Linked DNA regions of Lactuca sativa: region 1 is linked to region 2. The links are chromatin contacts, called in public Hi-C maps. All regions are on one chromosome and are shown on one strand. Each heading gives the region's core, a stretch centred on a gene start, on an enhancer-like site or on the middle of the called end of the contact. The rest is flanking DNA. Distances are from core to core; before and after follow the strand shown. Region 1 holds the start of LOC111887598 (villin-2). Region 2 holds the start of LOC111887592 (DNA-directed RNA polymerase II subunit RPB7).

Evidence for each region. Hi-C and Micro-C count contacts between places; a contact is called where the count stands out from the background.
Region 1: a Hi-C map of seed shows a contact between it and region 2, with 3 times the contacts expected there. The contact joins the promoter of LOC111887598 here to the promoter of LOC111887592 in region 2. A contact is called at or near these places in 2 of 4 Hi-C or Micro-C datasets (leaf and seed).

What each region holds. Positions count from the first base shown.
Region 1 is chr5:330,877,533-330,883,985 of Lsat_Salinas_v11, forward strand. LOC111887598 (villin-2) reads right to left here and starts at 2,455. Exons shown (of 20, transcript XM_023883770.3): 1 at 2,155-2,455; 2 at 1,748-1,865; 3 at 1,520-1,619; 4 at 1,377-1,445; 5 at 864-1,278; 6 at 641-773; 7 at 394-553; 8 at 185-329; 9 at 1-78. The coding sequence starts at 1,800.
Region 2 is chr5:330,723,665-330,730,124 of Lsat_Salinas_v11, forward strand. It overlaps LOC111887592 (DNA-directed RNA polymerase II subunit RPB7), which reads right to left and starts at 1,706. Exons shown (of 7, transcript XM_023883762.3): 1 at 1,499-1,706; 2 at 891-1,011; 3 at 632-797; 4 at 480-530; 5 at 338-403; 6 at 166-234; 7 at 1-35. The coding sequence starts at 1,006.

The sequences.
Region 1 (6,453 bases), core at 1,205-3,704, 150 kb after region 2:
GCAGAGGAGGTACTTCCTCCGCTACCGGAGCATTTTTGTCTTTTCCTTTTGGGCCTACACCTTGTTGCTTCAGCAGCGCTATAATCCAAAGTCCAAACCCCAATTATAGCTTAATAATCATCCAATCCAATTATAGTAATAAAAAATACTCCAAAATGATGAATGAAAGTAGGTTGTTATTTACCTGTTACTTTTCCTCTATTCTCTGCTTGAGGTGCAGCTGCTGATGGCCATGACTCAAAATTAGTCTTGAATGCAACCGTCTCATAACCTTGAATTAATCGGGTTACAAGGGTGGATTTTGGTCGACCATGAGCAGTGATATACTCCTACAAATGGACCTTAATGGTGAGAATCAGTCAAAGGGTAAAAATGTAATTAACCAAATCCTACCTCAGCACCCTGCATGGCAGCTTTTCTACCATCAACTTGTGTTGCTCTACCAACCCACACGAAAACCTCCGCCCCACAGTCCATTAGATAACATTTGTCGTTTTCCAGGGTCGATTTCGTAAATCCTGTAATTTCATCCTTCACCTCTGATCCACCAATACTTTAAAAAAAAAAAAAAAAAAATTAGAATTCTGTAAAAGATAATTTGTCAGATAAAGATTAAAGAAAACCAAAAGGAGATTCGTACTTAAAAAGTTTGCCAGGTGTCCTGTCTAGAATTATATCATCATCACCAAGAACCTTCTTGCCAATAGGAGCAAACCCTCCAAAGATAACCCAAAATTCACCCGAATCACCTTCCGCTTGTAGTTTTCCATCGTCTGAAATGATTTATAAAAACAAAAATAAAAAAAGGGTGATAAATGTAAATCTAATTGACTAATCATGTGCTTTAAATGTATATCCCATACCAACAATTGCAACATTGCATGTTCCCTCATGATAAGTGTCCTTCAAATACTGAATAACCTCTAAAGCTTTAGCTCTTTCTTGAATATTTGAGTTTGCTCCATTGAATTGAAAGATCTTCTCTTTAGTATCCAAGATAAACACATCATCATGATTCAACAAAGATCGAGAGAATTGAATCTGTTTCACATGAACAACTCTTTTCCCTTTGCATATATACAATCTTGTTTCAAATTCCATTTCTTCAGGTTTCTTGAATCCAGTTGCAACACCACCTTCAAGTGGCACAATACATGGTTTGAAATATGACAAGAATTTATCAGATTCATGACTTTGAATCTCTCTATGTTGCACTGCACGCCCTCCAAGAATCGCATCAAGCTCAACTGTTTTTATTGCAGCTGTTCCAGCTTCATCCTGATTATCACATTTAGTTAATTTGAATTGAACTTTTTCTTAAAAAAAAAATAAGGAAGTGTTATTTAATTTGGGATATAGGATGTTGTTATACATACATTGCTTGTATCTTTTCCCAACCAGAAGTGTATGTCGTACCCATAAGCACCTCCTCTTCCATTAGAAGTCTGCAAATGTATGAATGATTAAAACAATAACATTTTATAACTGAAATAGAAATTGTGAAAGGTTATGAGCAAACCCGTAAAACAACGTATGCATCACCCATGTAGAATCTACCATAATCTGATTTTGGCAAAGGAACTGGTTGAAAGTTTTCAATTCTCCATATCTCAAGCCCTCTACAAGGTGTTAAGTGAAAAACTAACAACAAATGCAAACGAATCATACATGCATATAATGACTGAATTTCTAATGTTCTTTAAAGTAGATGATGATGATAAAAGAAATTGATGTTGGGTAAGGATACGGTTTAGAACCAACTCCCTGGAATGCAGGTTCAAGAGCTTTTGCAGTAGCCATGGTGCTTGTAATTTCTTCAAATGATGACGGAAGAAAATACCATCAAAATTCCCGCTGTGTAGTCTCTATATGTAAGATTTTGAGAAAGGAGGCTTAGATTAGAACAATCGTCACTAAAAAATTGAGAGAATCAAAATCGGCTTAAGCAAACATGTAATCATCCCTAAAATCATATTCTGTGCTCTGAAAATTAATTCATTTAGAAGATGATCTTAAGAATTAGAGAGATTCTGATCATGATATTGAGAAATCTAAATTAGATCACAGTAATAACAATATAAACTCGCAATGCAATTAATAAACGAGAGACAAATCAATTGTTAACAGAGGGAAGGTAAATCAACGACAACGTACCTGGGATTCGATCGCTATAATAATTGTCTCCAAAAACGAATTTTGGAGAGACGGATATGAAATTGAAAGCAAAAGGTAAATAAGTAATCGATTTTAAGGAATTATAGTTGCAGAGAAATGGAGATATGAAGAAGGCATTTCGTTTTAGAGAGGAATGGATGATGATGATAGGGAAGGGAGTCTCGTTGAGAAAGATGTTGAAATTAAGGGAAAAACCGGATGGCCATGCATTGTTTTCGTTTCAATTTCCCTCTGTTTTTGGTTCCATGAATTTTTTCTATTGCATCTGCATTTGCCATTTGTAGATCGATAATTGCTTCATCGTCCCGGGGTTATTGGCAAAGAATGACGAAAAGGGCGCCATGCCAAAGAAGTTGAAGCTCCTGGTTTATTGGTGGTTTCGATATTATTGCATTATATAATGTCCAAAATGATACAACTATCGCAAACGTAATTAAAACAATTTATTACTGAAACGTACTTTTTAATTCCTGATAAAAAAAAATTACTGTTACTGTTTTTTTTCTTACTCTAGTAATGTGATCAGTTATAAAATATTAATTAATCACTAGTTGTTACATTTAGGTAGGACCAAGATGATCTTGAACATGTCTAGAAGAAAGCATGTCCGGTTTGGGTACGATCCATTTGATCTGGTGCGGACGCAATTAATTAAACACGCTATTAATTTATAATAATAAATTATTTAAAAACTATAAAATATTAAAAACAATTTAATATATTAGAGTGAAGGATGTGGTGTGCCACCGTTAACACACTACACCTCATTTTGCTACTAACAAAACCGTACACTAGGCATGATATATCAATTTTGCAATGAAGAGCGAGGAGAGGGAAATAGGAGAGAGATTGAAAGAGGGAGGAAGAGTAAGAGAGAGAGGAGCACGACAAGTTATTGCAATTTTTTTCTTGTCATATTTTTCATACCATAGACTAGGCATGGTGTTTCTCATGATAAAATATATGATATAGGCTCTACCTCATTCTTATCACACCCTCCAACCTTATTGAAATTTGATACATTGGGATTTATGCTCTATTAAGCAACTTTAGTTGACAGAGCAAAGCAAGGTCAATGGTGATAATAGATAGGTACATGTAATGGTGACAAATGGTGATGATGATATTGATCAGGGTCTTCGATAAAAACTTAAGGGTTAAGCTTCAGAATTTCATGAATAATGTTGAAGGTTCAAAATATCAATTAAGCAAAGTATTTTCAATTATTAACATTTCCTAAAACAAATTTGTAAATTCAAATTTGTATAACTTTTTCATTGAACCTTAGGGCTTAAAATATATAGGCATGTAAAAAATACATATAAACATAACATAGAGTAATTATAAATGTTAACAAATAGCCAAATAAGAATAAAACAAAGTTTAAAATAAACTAAAATGAACCATATTTGATAAAGAACATGCAAAAAAAAATATTAAATTATTAAAATGTAAGGAAAATGGATCAAACCAATTTAATTAAATTATGTCCAATTTAGATCACAAATTAAACGGGTTTGAACCGGTTCTAAGGGTGAAGATAGTCCATCTTTCATACCCATCATAACTTATTTGTCATATTAAGGTCCTGTTTGATATACGTTTGACCGAGTTGGCTCAGACGTTTTTGGCTGACTCTTCAGCTAAAGTTGTTTGTTACACTAGATTTTAGATGTCTGATTGAGTAAGCTAGATCTGATCGGAAAAGACGAGAGATATCGGCTGACTGAGAAAGGGATTAACGTTTCCAAAAGTGCCCTTGCCCTACCGTTCCAATTTTCAGAGTCTCCATCCCCTTTCTTCTATCTTTCAGCTACAATCGAAAATTTGAGCATCTCTCCCCACCCACTAATCGACGATTCAAGCCTCTATCCCCCTACCAATCGACAATTTCTGCCTCTTCTCATCAGGTACTGCTTTCGTCTCTTCTCAGTTGCATTTTTGCTGTTTCTGTTTCGATTTTTTGTTGATTTGCTCATGTTTGTTGTTCATTTTGATTTCATTAACTCAAATTGATTTCATTCTTGATTCAATTTGTTTCGTCATAATTTCTCCAATCAAGAGATTTGAAGCCAAAAAATTTCTTGTTTGAGAAAAGAAGGAAATTCGCCTCTAAAAATGGTGAAGAGACTCTGCCGTCTTTTTAATTTATCGTTGTGTTTTAAACTATGCTTTTAGATTTTGAGATTCTTCTGTGAAAATTGATGAAGAGACTCTGCGGTTCTTTTTAATTTCTTCTCTTTTTTCAGAGCCTAATGATTCTAATCCATATAATCTTTGAATAACATAAGATCCTCTTAGTTGCAATCACATTTATACATAGATCTGCACAATATAATCAATGTTCTTTTAATAAAGCACAATATCGGCATAGACCTGTATAGAATCAGAGTTTTGTAATTAGTTATAGATTTGTTTTCAAACTGAAAGTGGCCAATAGAAGTTTCATGAATTACCAGTTGACTTAAAGCTGATTCTTGAACACTGTCATATAAATCGGTCCATTCATTGCTCACTTCGGATGGCAAACACTGTATGTATGTAGAGCTGCAATAGGTTTTGAATATATTTTCTACAAGTGAATTTAATTCTTGTTATTTGTTTTGCATGGTGAGGATTTTTATTCCAGATGAGAAAAGTCAATATGTTCATTACTTGTGTTTTCTGTTTGAATGTTGATGATCATAACGTCTTTAGATAGTTGAGGATTTTATTTAATTTGTTAAAAGTATCTGTAAAAGATATTGAAATAAGTTTTTTAGCTTTTAATTCCCCAAAATTCTATGTTTATTTATATTTTGAAAAAATGGGTTTCCTTTTGAATTGCTTGTGAAAGGGTAAAATGGTCATATTTTATTGGTCAGCACACTCAGTCAAATGTACAATCAAACAACATTTCTTCTTACTCAGTCAGGATTTCTTACTCGGACAGACCTTTCTCAGCCAGTACTTTCTCAGTTAGCAACTATCAAACGAGACCTAACTTTTCACTTTCCTTTCACGTTCATCCCTCCATGTCACAATATCCCCCATCTAATATTTCTCATCCATTCTAAACCTACACAATTTTTTTTAACAAATACAAACTTATTAAATTCTTAAAAATTTAATTCATAAAATATTAAAAACATACAAGAGTATTTTACAAACTAGTTAAAAACATAAAAACCTATTTTGATACAAGTCTGTAAACATAAAGTACAACTTTTTAAGTGTGAGAGATAAAGAGTTCAACGGTTTTGTAAAGCTGCTCACTACCACCATTTTTAACATGCTTAATGAGCAGAACTGTAGGCTTCGAGGTACTGACGATACCTCCATCCATTTTCCCTAGCCTGTTGCCCACTCCGTCCACCCTAATAAAAGAAGTTTGTATAATGAAAGACATTTTAGTTTAGACTATGTCATGCCAACAACATCATAGTCTGTCAAGCGCCACTCAGTTTCCAAAAGATATGAAACTAGTGATTAAGGTATAAAATTCCACATATGAGATCCACCATTTAAACCTTATATGTTTAAAATATTGTTAGTGTTATATGATTGACCTTACACATGTATCTTGGGAGACATTAGGTTGGATCAATTAGATTGTGTATTTTACCATTTTCTTTTTCTATGCAACTATTTGTTTGAAACATCAACTTCAACCTAACAAAATTTTGTTTAAATTATTTATGTTTGACAACTAGTTAAAGAAATCAAAAGATTTTGTAATCATTGTCTCGAAAAAAATCAACAAAAGGCATTTTGTGATGTAACTATTACATAAAGATACTAGCATTGTTAAATTTGTATAAAACAAAACCATACAATCTGTTACCGAGCTAAAAATTGGTAGAAAATATATTTCATAGTCAATATGTTTGTCCGATAGCAAAAAATGAATGGTCAAACAATCATTTCTTACTCGTTAAGTGCTTGTTTGAGATAGATGTTGTGGGTCTGAGTCTCGTCCCTTCGAGTTTTGTTGTCTTTTAGATCAAAATAATTAGTAAAAAAATACTTCCCATTTTTACAAGCAAGAAAACCATTATATATATATATATATATATATATATATATATATATATATATATATATATATATATATATATATATATATTTGTCATCTTAAACATCAAGTCATAAAAAAATATCAACTCATCATGTCACATCATAGTGTCAACTAAGCAACGGTAACTAGAAAGTAGAAAGTTACATGATAAGAGTATCTCCAACCGACTCATATTCTTCATTTTTTCCTCCATTTCTTTCCTCATTTCTCTCCAACCCTAT
Region 2 (6,460 bases), core at 456-2,955:
CCCAGGAAATCATCTTTAATTGTTCCAATGCAGAACTGCAAAAACCAACACACCAAAACATTAATTTAACTTTCTAGGTCTATTTTCAATGATGAAGATGAGAAGGGCATTCATGTCTTTTGCACATATCATACAAAGAGAGCGAGTCTTTGTATGTGGACTTACAATTTCTGTGGCATCAACTCGGGTCCCAATGATCTTTAATCGGACCTCACTATCCTTTTGAATTTTCACCTGAAAAAAGTCCAAAAACAGGGATAACATCAAATATACATCACTTATGTGCACACCACAAAAAAAAAAAAAAAAAAAAAAGGAAAATGCCATTGATTCATACAGATCCATCTGAAGTTGTGTAATTAGGCATATCTCCAGACTGAAACTCCATGTCATCAGGTATCAACTACAACAAAAACAAAGATTAGAAATACCAAATGAGATTATATGAACACCAAAATGAAGAAAAAGCTTCAACTCACATGGTTTGACACAAATATTTGAACAGGACCAGCTTCAGCAAAGAAACCCATCTGCAAAAAGTTATTATGAACAAAAAATTTCAATAACCCTAAAAACTGTGTAATCAATTTTCATCAAAAACACTCTCTGGAATGGATCGAGTATATATGACCTTGTTAACCATGGTGACAACAGCTTCCAAGATCTCCCCTTTGAAAGGTCGAAACACAACACATTGATACTTTACAGGAAAAGTAACAAAACCTGTGCCATCTCGAATAAGCCCTTTTCCTACATTCTCTATACCAGTTATGGCCACAACGAAACCATGCCTCCCACTGTAAGCGAAAAACACAAATTAGACATAATCATGTCTGAAATTGGAACTTGGAAGGAGAAGAAAGTTGTTACAGAATGTATGAATCATTAACCTGCAAGTGCCCTCTACGTCTTTCATGAGCTTTGAAACGAGTTTTTCCCGAAGGTCGCGACCAAAGTGGCGAGGGTGGAGCTGCATGTTTCGCTCCAGAATAATGTGGAAAAACATCTCCGCTGAATCCAAAATAGAATACGATTCAGTACTATTTCATGATTTCGATGGAGAATACGAGTTGTACGTTGGACCTACTAACCTAGGGTTCCCAAAATCAATACATGGATAAATTTAAGGTCTTGTTATTCAATTAAACGAAATCGAAACCTAAACCTAAAACTGAAATATTCAATAAACAATGTGTAGGCTCCTGTTCATAACAATAGCAATTGAACAGATACACCGTTGCAGGAAGCTCTAAACTTGTAGAGACTAATTGAATGTAGAGATAACCACGGATATTAGTAAATACTAGATACAAGAAATCGTTGGCTAATCTTGTTCCCTGTTGCAGACATCACAAAGATTTCAACTTCACACATATATCTAAACGTTGCACACATCACACAGAATTCGATTTCAACGGAAAACAAGGGAAAAAGGAAAACCGACAGCAGAAAAAAAATGAATGAACGAAAGCAGGAAAAATATTGAAGACAAACGAACCTCTATCTGTGGGGTGCGAAGGTCTCCGGTGAGCTGTTGGGTGCGAAGGTCTCCGGCCGGTGGCTTCACAGTGGCGGGGTTGGCAATCGGCGGCGAGCAGGGGAGAAATTGCTTGAGGAGCCGACGAACATGAGAAGAATGGAGGCGTCTGTGTTTGTTTGTGTTGTGTCGCGTATGAACGTAAGCTTTTTATTATGTTGTATATTAGTCCATTCCTAAATAGTGAATAATCATATCCTAAATTCCTCCCGATCTCATTAGATCTATCTGTGACAATATCTACAACGGGATCTTAGGATCATCTTAATCCGCTTCACGATTCAATCTCTCCTCTATAGTTTATATTATCAAAGGTTGTTAAAATCTCGATTTCGATAAAATAATGTGATCCTACAAGTTTATATTATCAAAGGTTGTTAAAATCTCGATTATGCAAAACCATAAAGTTTGTGAATTTATGGATTAAGATGTCTTAAGGGACCTGGATCTATGTTCTGAACGTAGGGACTTAATGGATTAAGTCCCAAGGAAGCTGACCAGAATGTCGGGCGTACACCTTGGTACGTTGCGCGTACTGGGTCAACTTCCCACTTTTTGTCAAGGCCAGCGTACAATGGGTGTACGTGTCAGGTACGTCGCGCGTACGCATGCAGAATGAAGTATATGGATTTTTGGGCCTTAGAAGTTTGGGTATGAGTTGTTGGGCCTCATGGCCCACTATGGAGTAGTCTCTGGGCCTAAAACTGAGATTTAAAGTATTGGGCCTCTTGGGCCCTAATGGGCCACTCGAAATTGCTTATTTTGGACTAAGGATTTATTGGGCCTTCGATAAGGTCCATTTGAGGAGTTAGACCCAATTCAGAAAATTGGGTCATTGGTGGGCCACTTGAGGGTTAGGAAGTCTATTTAGATTTGGAGCCTTTCATGTTATAGTGTTGGGCCCTAAGCATTGGCCCAATTAGATAACGGGTAAAATGGCCATTTTACCCTAAGAAGAATTATTAGTTTTTGATTAAGTGTTATTGTGGTCATGATAGCTTGGGGAGTCGTTGGAATTACCGCTAGAGATTTATTATTATGAGATTCTACATTCAGCTTCACGAGGTGAGTTACGTTCCTGTAGGAGTGGATCGAAGGCACCAATGTCGGCCCACTAATAGTTGTTTATGGTAGAGACGATTGTCTTCGTGATAATTGTCTGGTATGTCATTGCCTGTTATGATTTATGTGTTTATTGGTATGCTATTATGTGGTAGTGGTAGGGGTGAAATAGTCCCCGTAACCGGTTGAAATAAACTGGAGTTGGGCACCCAGATATGTCTGGCAGGGTAGGCCGTGCACCCAGATATGTTTGGCAGTATGTGTTATAAGCTTTGTGCTTACGGTTTTCGGTTTTGGTTTCAGGTACCTCTTCTTTGAAGGGAAAGGAGTCGACATGATTGCCGCGCATCACACCATCATTCCGCACATGATATTCTTGGGAGATATACTCTGATGATGTTTTATTGTGACATGTTTTGATTATTAACATTTGGTTTTGTTATGAAATGACACAATGAATGGTTTTAACACTAATGGTTTCTTTAATACTTGCTTAAAAATGAAATTTTTTGTCTTAATTTTTGGGATGTTACATAAAATCCATAGAAATCTGCTCTCATTTCCACATGGGAACCTCTAGAGGCTGCAACTTGCCATGCGGCCTCTGATGCTCAGCTTGATCATCCTGCAGGTCAAGCATCTCTCGACATACCAGACTATCTCCCTCTTCACACACAACTACCAACAACTCAATTTGAAATCCCGATACATCTTGGTGGCCCCGAGATGAAGAGATAAACGAGACTTATGAGCCTCCTCTAACACAATCTGCCTGATCCCACCAGAAAACTGGAATCCAAAACCGACCACACCGGGTCAACAACCCTCGACTATTCGTGATAAATTTGTCAATCTCCTTTCAGATCCTGTCCTGCTTCAAGTTTTCCTTACGAACTCCCTCGGCCTGAGCCTCCATGATCAATCCCAAAAGCAGAGAATCAACGGATATCCTCATACACATCACCCTACTTAAAGACCCAACCGACTTGCGGCTCAAATCATTCGCTACCACATTTGCTTTACCCGGATGGTAAAGGATCTCGTAGTCATAATCCTTGACTACATCCAGCCACCTGCGTTGCCTCATGTTCAGGTTCAGTCGGTCCATCAGATATCTCAAACTCTTGTAATCCGTGTAGACTGTACACCGAACCCCATATAGATAGCGTCTCCAAATCTTGAGGGCAAACACCACAACCCCCAACTCCAGATAATGTGTGGGATATCGCGACTCATGCGGCTTCAGCTTCCACGAAGCATAAGCAATCACTTGTCCTCTTTGCATGAGGACCCCCTAAAACGGTGATGAATGCATCACATAATGCCACAAAATCCTAACCCCCTCCGGGAGTGTTGACACTGGGGCCTCACATAACCTCTGTTGAAGAGTCTCAAATACCAACTGCTGCTCAGGGCCCTATCGGAAATTCAGCCCCTTCCTCGTCAGACAAGTGAGGGGTACCACAATCTTGGAGAAGTCCTGAATGAATTTCCGATAATACCCTGTCAAACCCAAGAAACTCCTTATCTATGAGGGAGATTTCAAAACCTCCCATTGCATCACAACCTCGATTTTGGCCGAATCGACTGAAATCCCATCCTGGTTAACAAGGTGCCCCAGGAACTGGACATCTCGTAACCAAAATTCGCACTTCGAGAATTTGGCATAAAACCGTTCTCGCCTCAAAACTCCAAAAAAATCTCGAATGTGCTCCTCATGCTGCTCTCTGGTCTTGGAATACACCAAAATATTGTCAATAAACACAATGACAGATCGATTGAGCATCGGCTTGCAGACCCGATTCATCAAATCCTTAAACATAGAAGACGCATTGGTGAGCCCAAATGGCATCACCACAAACTCATAATGCCCATAACGAGTCCGGATGCGGTCTTCTCCATGTCCTCCTCTCTCACTATGACCTGATGATACCCAGAGCTCAGATCCATCTTGGAGAACTAGGATGCACCCTGCAACTGGTCAAATAGGTTATCAATCCGCAGAAGGGGATAACGGTTCTTCACTGTTAACTTGTTCAACTCCCAGTAATCAATGCACATCCAATGCGAACCATCCTTCTTCTTGATGAATAGTATCAACGCTCCCCACGAAGAACTGCTCAGTTTGATGAACTGCTTGCCTAGCAGCTCCTGCAGCTGAGATGACAAATCCTTCTATTGATAAATTGACAATGGATGTCACTTTATTTTGTCATATGATCGGATCTCTGTTGTATCTAACATCCAATCGTTCTGACATAATATTTGTTGTGTGTTATTGTGACAGGTTTCAAGTGAATCCTCGAGAACCTCACATGTTGGCAGTTAAGAACATTTTCCGGTATCTGAAGCAAACTAATTCTCTTGGTTTATGGTATCCATCAAATTATGGATTCCTTATGCAAGCGTACTCCGATGCTGACTTAGGAGGTTGTGGTCTTGATCGGAAAAGAACCTCAGGTGGATGTCAGTTTCTGGATGGCAAGCTCGTCAGTTGGCAATCCAAGAAGCAAACTTGTGTGTCCTTATCTACAACTGAAGCATAATACATTGCAGCAACATCATGTACATCCCAAGTGGTGTGGATTCAAAACCAGCTAAGAGACTATGAAATCGATATGAAGTGAATTCCTTTGTATTGTGATTCCAAAAGTGTCATAAGAATTTGCCACGATCCAGTGCAACATTCCAAGACAAAGCATATAACACTAATATACCATTTTATTAAGGATCACGTTGAAGATGGAAATGTGGAAGTTCATTTTGTTCGTTCCTCAGATCAATTGGCTGATATATTCACGAAGGCATTACCAAAAGTATCATTTAATCGTATTATACAAGGGTTGGGAATGATTGAAGCTGACTCAGTTCTGAAATCCACTTTGTAATTGTCATTGTTCGGAAGTTACTGTTAACATTCTGAATGGTTCGGAATTCACTGTTCACTTCCGACTCGTTCCGATCTTCGGAATGGTTCTGAAGTTACTGTTTATTTTCGCTCTTTTCAGAAAATCAAAATACCAAAAATATTTTATTTGTTTCTGTATTTTCTTTTAAAAAGTTCAAAAATATCAAAAATGTTTTCTTCTTTTTAGTGTTCTGAAAAATCAAAAACATCAATTTTTTTTTCTAAGAATAGAAATTCATTTTTTGAATTTGAGTCTGCAACAAGGAATTGACAGTTGACTTTATCACTTCTTTCTACCATATCTATTCACAATTTTCATGTAGTTTCCTTGACTATCGGAACAAAACCAATTTCGGTATAGGGCTACGAAAATCTAGTTAATGATCGTAAAATTATTGTTAACATGATTTTTGTGAAACTCCCAACCATTCAACTACCAATATACTATTTTGTACCATAACCCTTAAGGCTCTCAGGTTTTAGCACTGAGGTTTAGGTTATAAAACATATGTGTTTATGATCTTAAAATCATTATCACCATGATTTCGAGTGAAACCCAAAAATCGGAATTCCTTTTCTGAATTGACGGTGAACGCTTTGTTGTTCTATGTATTTACCTAATGAATTGACGGATAAAACCTTTTGGTTTGTACCTTTGAATGTTAGAAATCTCATTTTTCTTTTTGAGTGATCTTAATGAAATGTTCTCGACCTAAAACATTTCTTCCCAACAAGATCCATTTTTTTTGAGATTTTGGAATAAAGATTTTCCAAAATACCCAGTTACTTTAAAAGGATATCCAAAGTTTACTTGTTTTTATGGCTACACTAGTCAAACAAGTACTTCTTTCAGATCTTCGAAATTATATTAAGTTTTGGAATTTGTTAGAAGCAGAAACCACCCTTTAAGCCTTAATAAAAGAAGCCTTTCATAGTTTCTCAACAAATTGATG